Linked DNA regions of Mus musculus: all the other regions are linked to region 1. A link is a contact called in public ChIA-PET and promoter capture Hi-C data. All regions are on one chromosome and are shown on one strand. Each heading gives the region's core, a stretch centred on a gene start, on an enhancer-like site or on the middle of the called end of the contact. The rest is flanking DNA. Distances are from core to core; before and after follow the strand shown.

Region 1 (3,233 bases), core at 268-2,767:
TGTGTGTGTGTTTACCATCTTCTACACCTCAATCAGATGGCACACTTTTAAGAGCCTCTACTATCCCCCACAAGAGATCTCCTGTGGCAGCTTCCCTTAGTCAGGTGTCTGAGGTAGTCCTGCTCTTGGTCCATAACCTGGAGCTTCCTCTGTGGGAAAACTGTTAATTAAGGTGGAGGTCCACCATGACTGCATAGCCCATGGGTTCGGCATAAGTGGAACTTCTCATCCTCTGACCTTGTCTGGGGAATTCGAAGCCCCAACACAGGCCTCTACCTGATGACTGTCACATAGCCTTAGCAAGATTCCTTCCTAAGGATCAATTCCCTTCCTTTTCATAAGAACCTGTTCGGTGAGCACCTGAGATTCCCGAAATGCTTCCCCATGCTAATGGGGCATTTCAGTACCTCAAGCCCTCAGCCAATGACCTTTGACTATCCTGGATGTTCCTACCTTCAGTCCCCCAAACTTTATAAGCTCGTCTTGGAGTGGTCATTCACCATACCCACTCACAGGGCTTCCAAAACCATGCCCACCACTCTTTGTCTCTGCTCCCACTGCCCCCTGTCCCCCGTGGACCTAATTGGCCATAATCCATGAGAGTGGGGAGACCCACATTCCTCAAGGGATAGTACAGATTGGACAAGGAATATGTTCCCTGGAGATGAACTATCTAGGTCCCAGGTTTCCCATTTACTTGTATGATTCTGGAATACTTATTAACCTATGTTTCTTAATGGGGAAACAGGGACAGTGGTAGTTACACCACAGGATTATAGTGAGATGAAATACAAGGCATACATTCTCAAAGGGGCTAAAATAGGCTCTGGAGGTCTGAAAAAATAGCTGTAATAATTGCTTATCTCTCTCCCAAACGTCATAATAAAAAAAAATAGAGCTTACCAGCTGTATTAAAAGTTTGAGGTGGATTGGTAAGATAACAAAAAGTTGAGAAACAATGAGGTAATGTTATTACTATTACCACCCAGGGCTCCCAGCAAGCTCTCACAGAGCATAGATTGTTATTTTCCTCAATATTATTGAAAAAGGCAAGATCCAGGTACCCTCTCATTCTCTGGGAGAATCAACACGAGCTCCTGGAATGGTCCTAGCAGAATTTACCCCCAACCCCAAGTTACCTACCTGCACATTCCTAAGCCAGATTCAGGCGGCGCCACATACTGAATAGTGCCACCAACACCAGCTGTCAGTCGGTGTCCGTGCTTTTGCTCACCAACACCCTGGCCCTAAAACCTAGAGATGTGCGGGCCTGGGTTGGGGCCAGAAGCTAGAAACCCAGGCGCTGCCCCTCTGGTAGCGTAGGTTGCCCCTCTGAGGTGCGGGGCTAATGTCTGTTGGGGTGGGTGGTGTCATACCAGAAAAGGGGGTAGCTGTCCCGGTCGCGATGGTTCTCACCTGACAGCTTCCCAGGCTTGGTGGACAGACCTCACCAAAAGCAACAATCTCGCACCAGAAACCGCTTAGGAGTGTAAGGACTCTCTGAGCTCCGCCGACTTTGTGTGAAAGAGGGGCCAGCTGTCACCTGACCTGAACCACCTGACTTGAAGCCGCGAGCCCTGTGCAAGGAGCTCTGGAAGTTGTAGTTTTCACGAATACAGGAGGATAACGCTTGGTAGGGGTGAGGGAAGGGTGGAAGGGCGGAAGAGCATAGGCACCTTGGCAGGGACAGGGGCTCGGATGTGAGGGGCGATCTAGTCTCTTGTAGGGGAAGCAGGGTTCTCGAAGTCTCTGTTGTCTCCTTGAAGCCCTGTGCTCCCTGGTGAAGACCCTGGGACCCCAGGCACTGTCCCGGAACCTCTGACCAATAGATCCCGCCTTCTGTCGTCTCTCCACCTATCACCGGAGGCCGCTGTGGGGAGCGCGTGGTGTTTGCTTTCCTCGACCAATAGAAGTGGTTAAAAGATTGACAAGGAAGCTCCGCCCCCTTACTGCCCTCCAGAGTGAAGTGTTCCCCGGCGTGCGGTTCAAGCCACCGAGCTGTGCTGTCACCACTGCCATGGCTTCGCGACCTGTCACTCTCGGTATCGACTTGGGCACCACGTCCGTGAAGGCCGCCCTATTGGAGGCTGCACCCAGCCTCCCATCCGGGTTCGTGGTGCTGGCGAGCTGCGCCCGGGCTGCGAGGGCAGAGACTGAGAGCGCGGTGGCCGGGCCCCAGGTGAGGCAGAGCCCTGGAGCTGCCGCCCCGGGACGACCCTGGGGGCATCTCGGGCAACACCTTCCCGCGAAGAAGTACCCGTGATTGCCCAGTCTGTCGGACCTCCAAGGCCTGCTGCCCTTTCCTCTAGGGCTTCAAAGCCTGCTGCAGCTCAAGCTAAGCCGTTAGATTTTGCCCAGGGAGCTTTCCCACCTGCTGGCACCGATCTTCCCGCTCTCCGGCTTTTCTGGGGCCCCTGACCATGGCGCTGGATCCCTCTACTATCCGCCCATCACTTTTTGTACTTTGCGCCGAGAGGACTTGCTTTCAAAGTGATAACCACAGGCCTGACTATCACGCTCGCCACTCATGACCCTGTGCCCTCTAGTTCAGGCATCATTTCCGACCCCACCCCCTAGGCAGGTTGTGCTCTGGAAATGAGACGTAGCGTTAGGCTTACCTCATGCCTTTGAAGTTCAAGTAAACTGATAATTTCACTTGGTTACTCAAAGAATTCCAGCCCCTGCTGAGCATCTCTGGAGGAAAGTTGTCAGAGCAGGTGGGGAGACACTGAGATAAGCTGATGAACATTTTAGAAAAGAATCAGACTGATGATTATACGCTGCAACCACTGGCTTTTGAAAACTAGAAGATAGAAAAGTACATCTCCAGGGGTCCACAGGATGGCTCAGCAGTAATAGCAATTGCTGAGTGAGCCTGGTCACCTGAATTCTACCTTCAGAACCTACCATGGAAGGAAAGAACTGACTTTTGAAAAGCTGCCCCCTGACTGCCACATGTGCCCCATGACGGGCACACATGTTTGTGTGCACACACACATACATGTATACACATATATACACACACTATATAAATATATACACATACATATTCACACATATATACACACACATATATACTATGTATGTTCACACACATACAGTATATATACACACACACATACATTCATATATATACATATACATACACACACACACACACACACATATATATATATACACACACACACACACTACACACACACACACACACACATATATATATATATATATAT
Region 2 (2,821 bases), core at 6-2,505, 590 kb before region 1:
GGGACAGTGCTAGGGAGGTAAGCCAGGGCCTTGTGCCTGCTTGCCCAGTAATTTTTATTACATGCCTAACGGAATCTGCTCCTCTTGTTCACTTTACTTGGAGTTCACAGAAGCTTCATGCTTTTGTGGGTAGAAATGGACCTGATTTCCTATGCACAGTTTTTGTTTTCTACAGTCCAGGTACAGGGAAGTAGGGATTGAACAAACACTTATTGAAAGAACAAGCAAGGGGCTGGAGAGATGGCTTAGCGGTTAAGAACACTGGCTGATTTCCCAAAGGTCCTGAGTTCAATTCTCAGCAACATGGTGGCTCACAACCATCAGTAATGGGATCCTATGACCTCTCTTGGTGTGTCTGAAGAGAACAACAGTGTAGTCATATACATAAGTAAATAAATCTTTAAAAGAAAGAAAGAAGAAACAAAATTGAGTGTCAATGTTACTTTTCCCCCTTCCCTTTTTTGTTTCTTTATTGCTACAGTGTTGACAAAGCACTCAACTGGGAAATGGGCAAGGAGGTTGGATAAGGTTGACTTTTCCTAATCTCGGCTTTCACACTTGGACTTTACATAGTAGGTGCCTTTTCTAGAGGAGTCTGATCTATTATGGATCCTCATCCCCAGACGGAGATTGGGTATCACTGTGCAGCGAAGGGGACCTGGGTCTTCTAATCCTCAGCCTCAAGTGTTGAGATTACAGGAGAATACCACCTGAATCCGAACCATTTATCAGGTTGTGCTAATCACAACTCTGCACTTTACTCAGTCTTACTATTTACTTAAACGTTTTCTGCTATGAGACTCATAACATTTTTATTTCAAGGACCATTCTGTGCATTCTTTATGAATTATCACCATGCACTCTATTTTGCGGCTGCTTAAAATGGTGCACACCAGTACTAAATTCGGCTTTGTAACAATGACTAATTCGCACACCTCCGATGTAGTGTTGGATGGCTGCTGGGTCCTCGCCAACATCTACCACTTCTGGTCCCATCACGCTTAGACCTCCTGCTTATACCGGGAGGCAGCGTCCTGACCCTCCGCGACCTCTTTGTCATGGCGTCCGCGGGGCGTCTACCAGCCGACGCTTCCGCAGCTGGGCGGGCGTGGACCTTCCCAAGATGGCGGGGCTGAGCCCACTGCGCGCGGTGGGCGGGGTTCCACCGCCGGAGGCGGGGCAGCAGGGCCGAGGGGTCGGGCTAGCAGGAGTGCTGCTTCTGAAGGAGGCAGGCTCAGCGCGCTTGCGCGGAGCGGCCCTGCGCGCAGTGAGGCAGTGGCGGGGGAAGGCACCGGTGGGGCCGACGGGCGGGCAGAGGAGGGAAGCGGGCGAGCGAAGTCCCAGTGCGCGCCGCGGCGGCCCGGGTACCCTCCCCTTCCGGGCGTGAGGCGCTGAGCGAGGAAAGCCGAGCGGAGCGGACTCGCATAGGCGGCGAGGTGCTTCTCGGGTCTCCCAAGACCGGCCTCCCCGCGGCTTCGGCGCTCCGGTCCGGGTTCCTCAACACACATCTAGCTCCAGGCACCGGCAGAGCTTGTCGCCAGTCCGTCGAAGTCCCGGTGGCGGCCCGGGCTCTCGGTGGGGAGGATGACGGAGCTGCAGTCGGCGCTGCTACTGCGAAGACAGCTGGCAGGTGAGCGGCGGGGCGCCGGGCCGCGATCGCGGACTGCCGAGCCACTCGCCTCCTCTCGCCCGCTCGGAGGCTGGGTGGTGGCGGGCCGCGAGGGTGGGAGCCCGCGAGTCGCGGCGAGCTGGCGACACTCCTGGCCCGGCTGTGGAGGGTGTTGGGGGCGGGGACGCTCCCCAGCCTCGCCCTCGGACGGGCCGGACGCCCTGGGCGGCTGCCCCCTCCCCCACGGCACTGGGGCGTTGCGGGGGAGGGGCGTGGGTCCCGGTCGGGCCGACCCTCCCTGAGGGGCGGATCCCGGGCTCAGGTGCGGCGGAGGCCGCGGAACCTCGGGGACCCCGGGAGCTTGCGGGGTCCCCGCGCGGCTGTGAGTCCGAGCCGTGTCGGGGGCCGGAGAGGGGAGGCGCGCCAAACTTCTGGCCCGGCAGCGCGGGGTTCGCGGAGTTAGGGCAGACAACAAAAGCGACGGCGGGGCTGGCCCGGGTGCTGACGCGGGGCACCGGGGGGCTCGGCGGGGAGCGCGACTCCGCTTCGCCTGCCTCCGCCTGGCACGAGCTCGGGCTGCGCCGCCCGTCTGGGGGAGGGTGGGCGCGGGCGCTGGGGAGAGCGGCTCGCTGGCCGGCCCGGGCTTTGTGCTCCGTGGGCACGGCTCGGGCTCCTTCGCGCAGGCTCGCGGCCACCGGGCTGCGGCCCGCCTTAGGCTCTGGCCAGGGGCGGCGGCTCAGTGCCTCCCCCGTGGAGTCTCTGTCCCCCTCCCCCATTGTCCCGGCCTCTGGCCGTTTGCGGCTTCCAGGTTGACTTTTTAGGGGGTTGGCTCCTACTCTGCTAGGACTGTGTGAGCGGAGCATGCGCGCTGGAGGCGTACGTGTGCGGAGTGGAAGGGGGGGAGGGAGGAGGCGGGTTGGTGCCTTCACAATGCCGCCCCACGTGCTGCCAGATTTAAAGAGAAATGAACCGGTAGTTAGCCCTGCTGTCCTACGCCAAGCGTGTGCCTGGCTTGGTTCAGGCGACTTCACCCCTCCTCAACCTGTAGCCAGTCCTCTCCCCCCACCCCCCTTTTAAACTTTCTGAAAGCCGGAATGTTGATAAATGAAATAGATTTCTATGAGTTTGAGGTGTCAGCTAAATCACCTTTATGACTTCTTAAGGAAAAGGTCGACAGGGGCTGTTACAGATTGTATAATTAGGTTTATTATT
Region 3 (2,846 bases), core at 142-2,641, 650 kb before region 1:
ATTCAAAAGCAACCTGATCTTACTTAAGACCTTGTCTCAAAAACAAACAAACAAAGAAAAGAGGCTGGGTGGTTTCACCCCAGTAAGTGATCTGCAGCCTCTCCTGAATGGTCCCAAGCCAGAACAGGGCACAATGTGTGTGGGGGCAGCGGTGTGAGTGGGTGGATGGGACTGTGCTCTGCAGCAAAGGCGTTGGGTTCAGGATGGAGCTGCAGGCAAGGTTACGGAGGGCAGAGCAGCCCTCTACATCAGTTATTAGAGTGCTTATCCAGCATGCACAAAGACCCTGGGTTCAATCCCTAGAACTTCATAAAGCATTGTGGTGGCAAGCCTGTAATCCCGGCCCTAAGAAGGTGAAGGCAAGCATATCAGCAGTTCATGATTATTCTCAGTTACATAGCGAGTTTGAATCTAGCCTGAGCTCCATGAGGCCCTGCCTCAAAAAAGAAATGAAGGCTGACAAGATGGCTTAGCCTGTGAAGGCGCTTGCTGAACAAGCTTGGAAACCTTAGTTCAATATCTGAAGCTCAAATAAAAGTGAAGGAGCATGCACACACAGGCACACACACATACACACACATGTGTGCACGCACATGCATACACACTCTGTCTTTTTAAAGAAAGGGCTGAATATAAACTGATGAAGGAATGAATGGGTGACTAGATGAGAAAAGACAAGTGGAGCCCAGACACAAAGGAGTGCGTAAGTGAGAGACAGAACACAGAAGCAGGTTGTACCCTGTTTCCAATAAGAAGAAAGGCAAACTGTGCAAGGTAGGCCAGCAGCCGGCTGCCCCAGAAACAGTGCAGGCAGAGCCATTCTCACTTGGGAGCTTGGCCAAGCTGCTCTGCCCTCCGTAACCTTGCCTGCAGCTCCATCCTGAACGCAAGCAACGCCTTTGCTGCAGAGCACAGTCCCATCTACCCACTAACACCCCTGTCCCCACACACATTGTGCCCTGTTCTGGCTTGGAACCATTCAGGAGAGGCTGCAGACCACTTGCTGGGGTGAAACCACCAGAGCTGTGCTCCTAGAGAGGTACGAGGGCTTGGAAGAAGAAGGCCACCAAGGATACACAGTTGTGGGCTTTTAGAAGGGGGGTATCTGAAGATACTGCCCCACGCTACCCCTCCCATGCTCACCTGGGATGATGAACCAGTTCATGTAATTCAGAAGGTTGATGTAACAGAGAACAGCTGCAGCCAAGTAAGCTCTCCAGCGGGGCAGGCTCCAGGGGACGGGTGTGGAGGGAGGCAGACACGTACCTGAAGCCAAGGCCCCATACTGCCCACCTTGGCTCAGGCTCTGGCTCTGTGGCCCTCCTGTCTGAGGTTTGAGACACTCTGTGGACATCCCCTCAGCAGTGCTAACTGCAACTTCTCTGTCAGAACGGGTGCCGAACAAAGCTACATCAGCTTGCCACCAAGTCACTTCCTGTGGGCTCCCAGCCTCTCAACCTCAACAGGCTGCCCCTTTAACTGCCAGACACCTTATCATCGCAGGTTCCTGCTGAGCACAGCGCAGCCACACTGGTGGGATTTCATCACTCTAGGCCTCTTAGCCCTGCTGGGGTAAGACGCCATGCACTGGTGATTGGATAACTCTGTGGTCCCTCAATCTAGCCTATGGCTGCAGCAGGGGCAGTGAGGAAGAGACGCTCCTAGGACAGGAAATGAGAGGAGTGTCCCCAAGCCTTGCTCACTGCAAACTGCCCTGCCTGTGCAGAAGATGGGCCGTTAGCACAGCCATGAACCAGGTTAGATACAGGAGGGTAGGTGTTGACCAGGATGGTAAGGAAATTGCACAGAGGAACAAGATAACAGAGATATCTGAAGACATAGAGACAAGCTTATGTAAAACTAACCCATGGGGGCTGGCAAGATGGCTCAGCCTGTGAAAGTACCTGCCACCAGGCCTGCTTGACATATGTTTGATCCCCAGAGCCCATATGGTGGAAGGGGAGAACTGCACAAAGTTGTCTTCTGACCTCCAAACATAACATACACCAAGGCACACAAGTGCACGTGCAGGTACAGGAGTACTCTCTGCTCTGTCTCTGTCTGTCTGTCTGTCTGTCTGTCTGTCTGTCTCTGTCTCTCTCTCTCTCTCACACACACACACACACTTTCACTCACATCCATACAGACACAGAATAAATAAATTTTATCAACAAGGAATAAGTCTAGGGAGATGTTCTCAGGGGAGCTGTAGAAATTGATTGCCAGTTGCAAGGGTAGAAAAAGTACAAATACACAAAGCCATCAGTGATGGCCCACACCTGTAATTCCAGCACTTGGGAGGTGGAGCTAAGACTATCAGGAGTTCAAGTTCACCATCCCTAGCTACATGGTGAGTTTAAAGCCAGCCTGGGCTACATGAGACCCTATCTCAAAACAAAACAACATTAAAAAAGAGTAACCATACAGGCCAATGAGATGGCTCAGCAGGTAAAGGCACTTGCTGTGTAAGGCTGACAGCCCAAGTTCAATCCCAATCCCAGGTAAAGATGGAAACTAACTCCACAAAGTTGTCCTCTGATCTCTATACATGTGTCATGGTACATGTGTCTCCACACACATCATGCACACGCACACAATATATTTTAAAAGTATTTAACAGCCAGGCATAATGGTCCATGCCCTTAATTCCATTTAATTCCAGCACTTGGAAACATAGGCAGGCAACTGTCTGTGGCCAGCCTGATCATGATCCACAGACAGAGAGGTCCAAGTCAGTCCAGTCTATGTAGTGAGAAGACACTGTCTCAGAGCCAGGGGTGGGGGCTGGAGGGTGCTGTGGGGTGTTGGGCAGAGATCTGACAGTTATGTGCAACCACCGCCTTTGC

Evidence for each region. ChIA-PET counts read pairs in DNA pulled down with a chosen protein or histone mark. Capture Hi-C pulls out chosen DNA fragments and counts their contacts.
Region 2: a contact with region 1 is called in a promoter capture Hi-C map of liver, with 4 times the contacts expected there. The contact joins the promoter of Ube2g1 here to the promoter of Ctns in region 1. A contact is called at or near these places in 4 of 484 Hi-C or Micro-C datasets (CD4 T cells, CD8 T cells, Sertoli cells and 1 more), 2 of 115 datasets of contacts at active chromatin or transcription factors (memory CD8 T cells and pro-B cells) and 1 of 9 other capture datasets (liver).
Region 3: a contact with region 1 is called in an RNA polymerase II ChIA-PET map of memory CD8 T cells, with 5 read pairs. The contact joins the promoter of Spns3 here to the promoter of Ctns in region 1. A contact is called at or near these places in 2 of 39 promoter capture datasets (the C10 cell line and pre-B cells) and 2 of 115 datasets of contacts at active chromatin or transcription factors (large pre-B cells and memory CD8 T cells).

Annotation. Positions count from the first base shown.
Region 1 is chr11:73,197,502-73,200,734 of GRCm38.p6, forward strand. It overlaps Ctns (cystinosis, nephropathic), which reads right to left and starts at 1,518. Exons shown (of 11, transcript NM_031251.4): 1 at 1,417-1,518. It overlaps Shpk (sedoheptulokinase), which reads left to right and starts at 1,981. Exons shown (of 7, transcript NM_029031.3): 1 at 1,981-2,179. The coding sequence starts at 2,018.
Region 2 is chr11:72,606,006-72,608,826 of GRCm38.p6, forward strand. Ube2g1 (ubiquitin-conjugating enzyme E2G 1) reads left to right here and starts at 1,256. Exons shown (of 6, transcript NM_025985.4): 1 at 1,256-1,630. The coding sequence starts at 1,585. Gm51906 (a long non-coding RNA gene) reads right to left here and starts at 1,158. Exons shown (of 4, transcript XR_003949712.1): 1 at 936-1,158.
Region 3 is chr11:72,548,855-72,551,700 of GRCm38.p6, forward strand. Spns3 (spinster homolog 3) reads right to left here and starts at 1,392. Exons shown (of 12, transcript NM_029932.3): 1 at 1,144-1,392. The coding sequence starts at 1,354.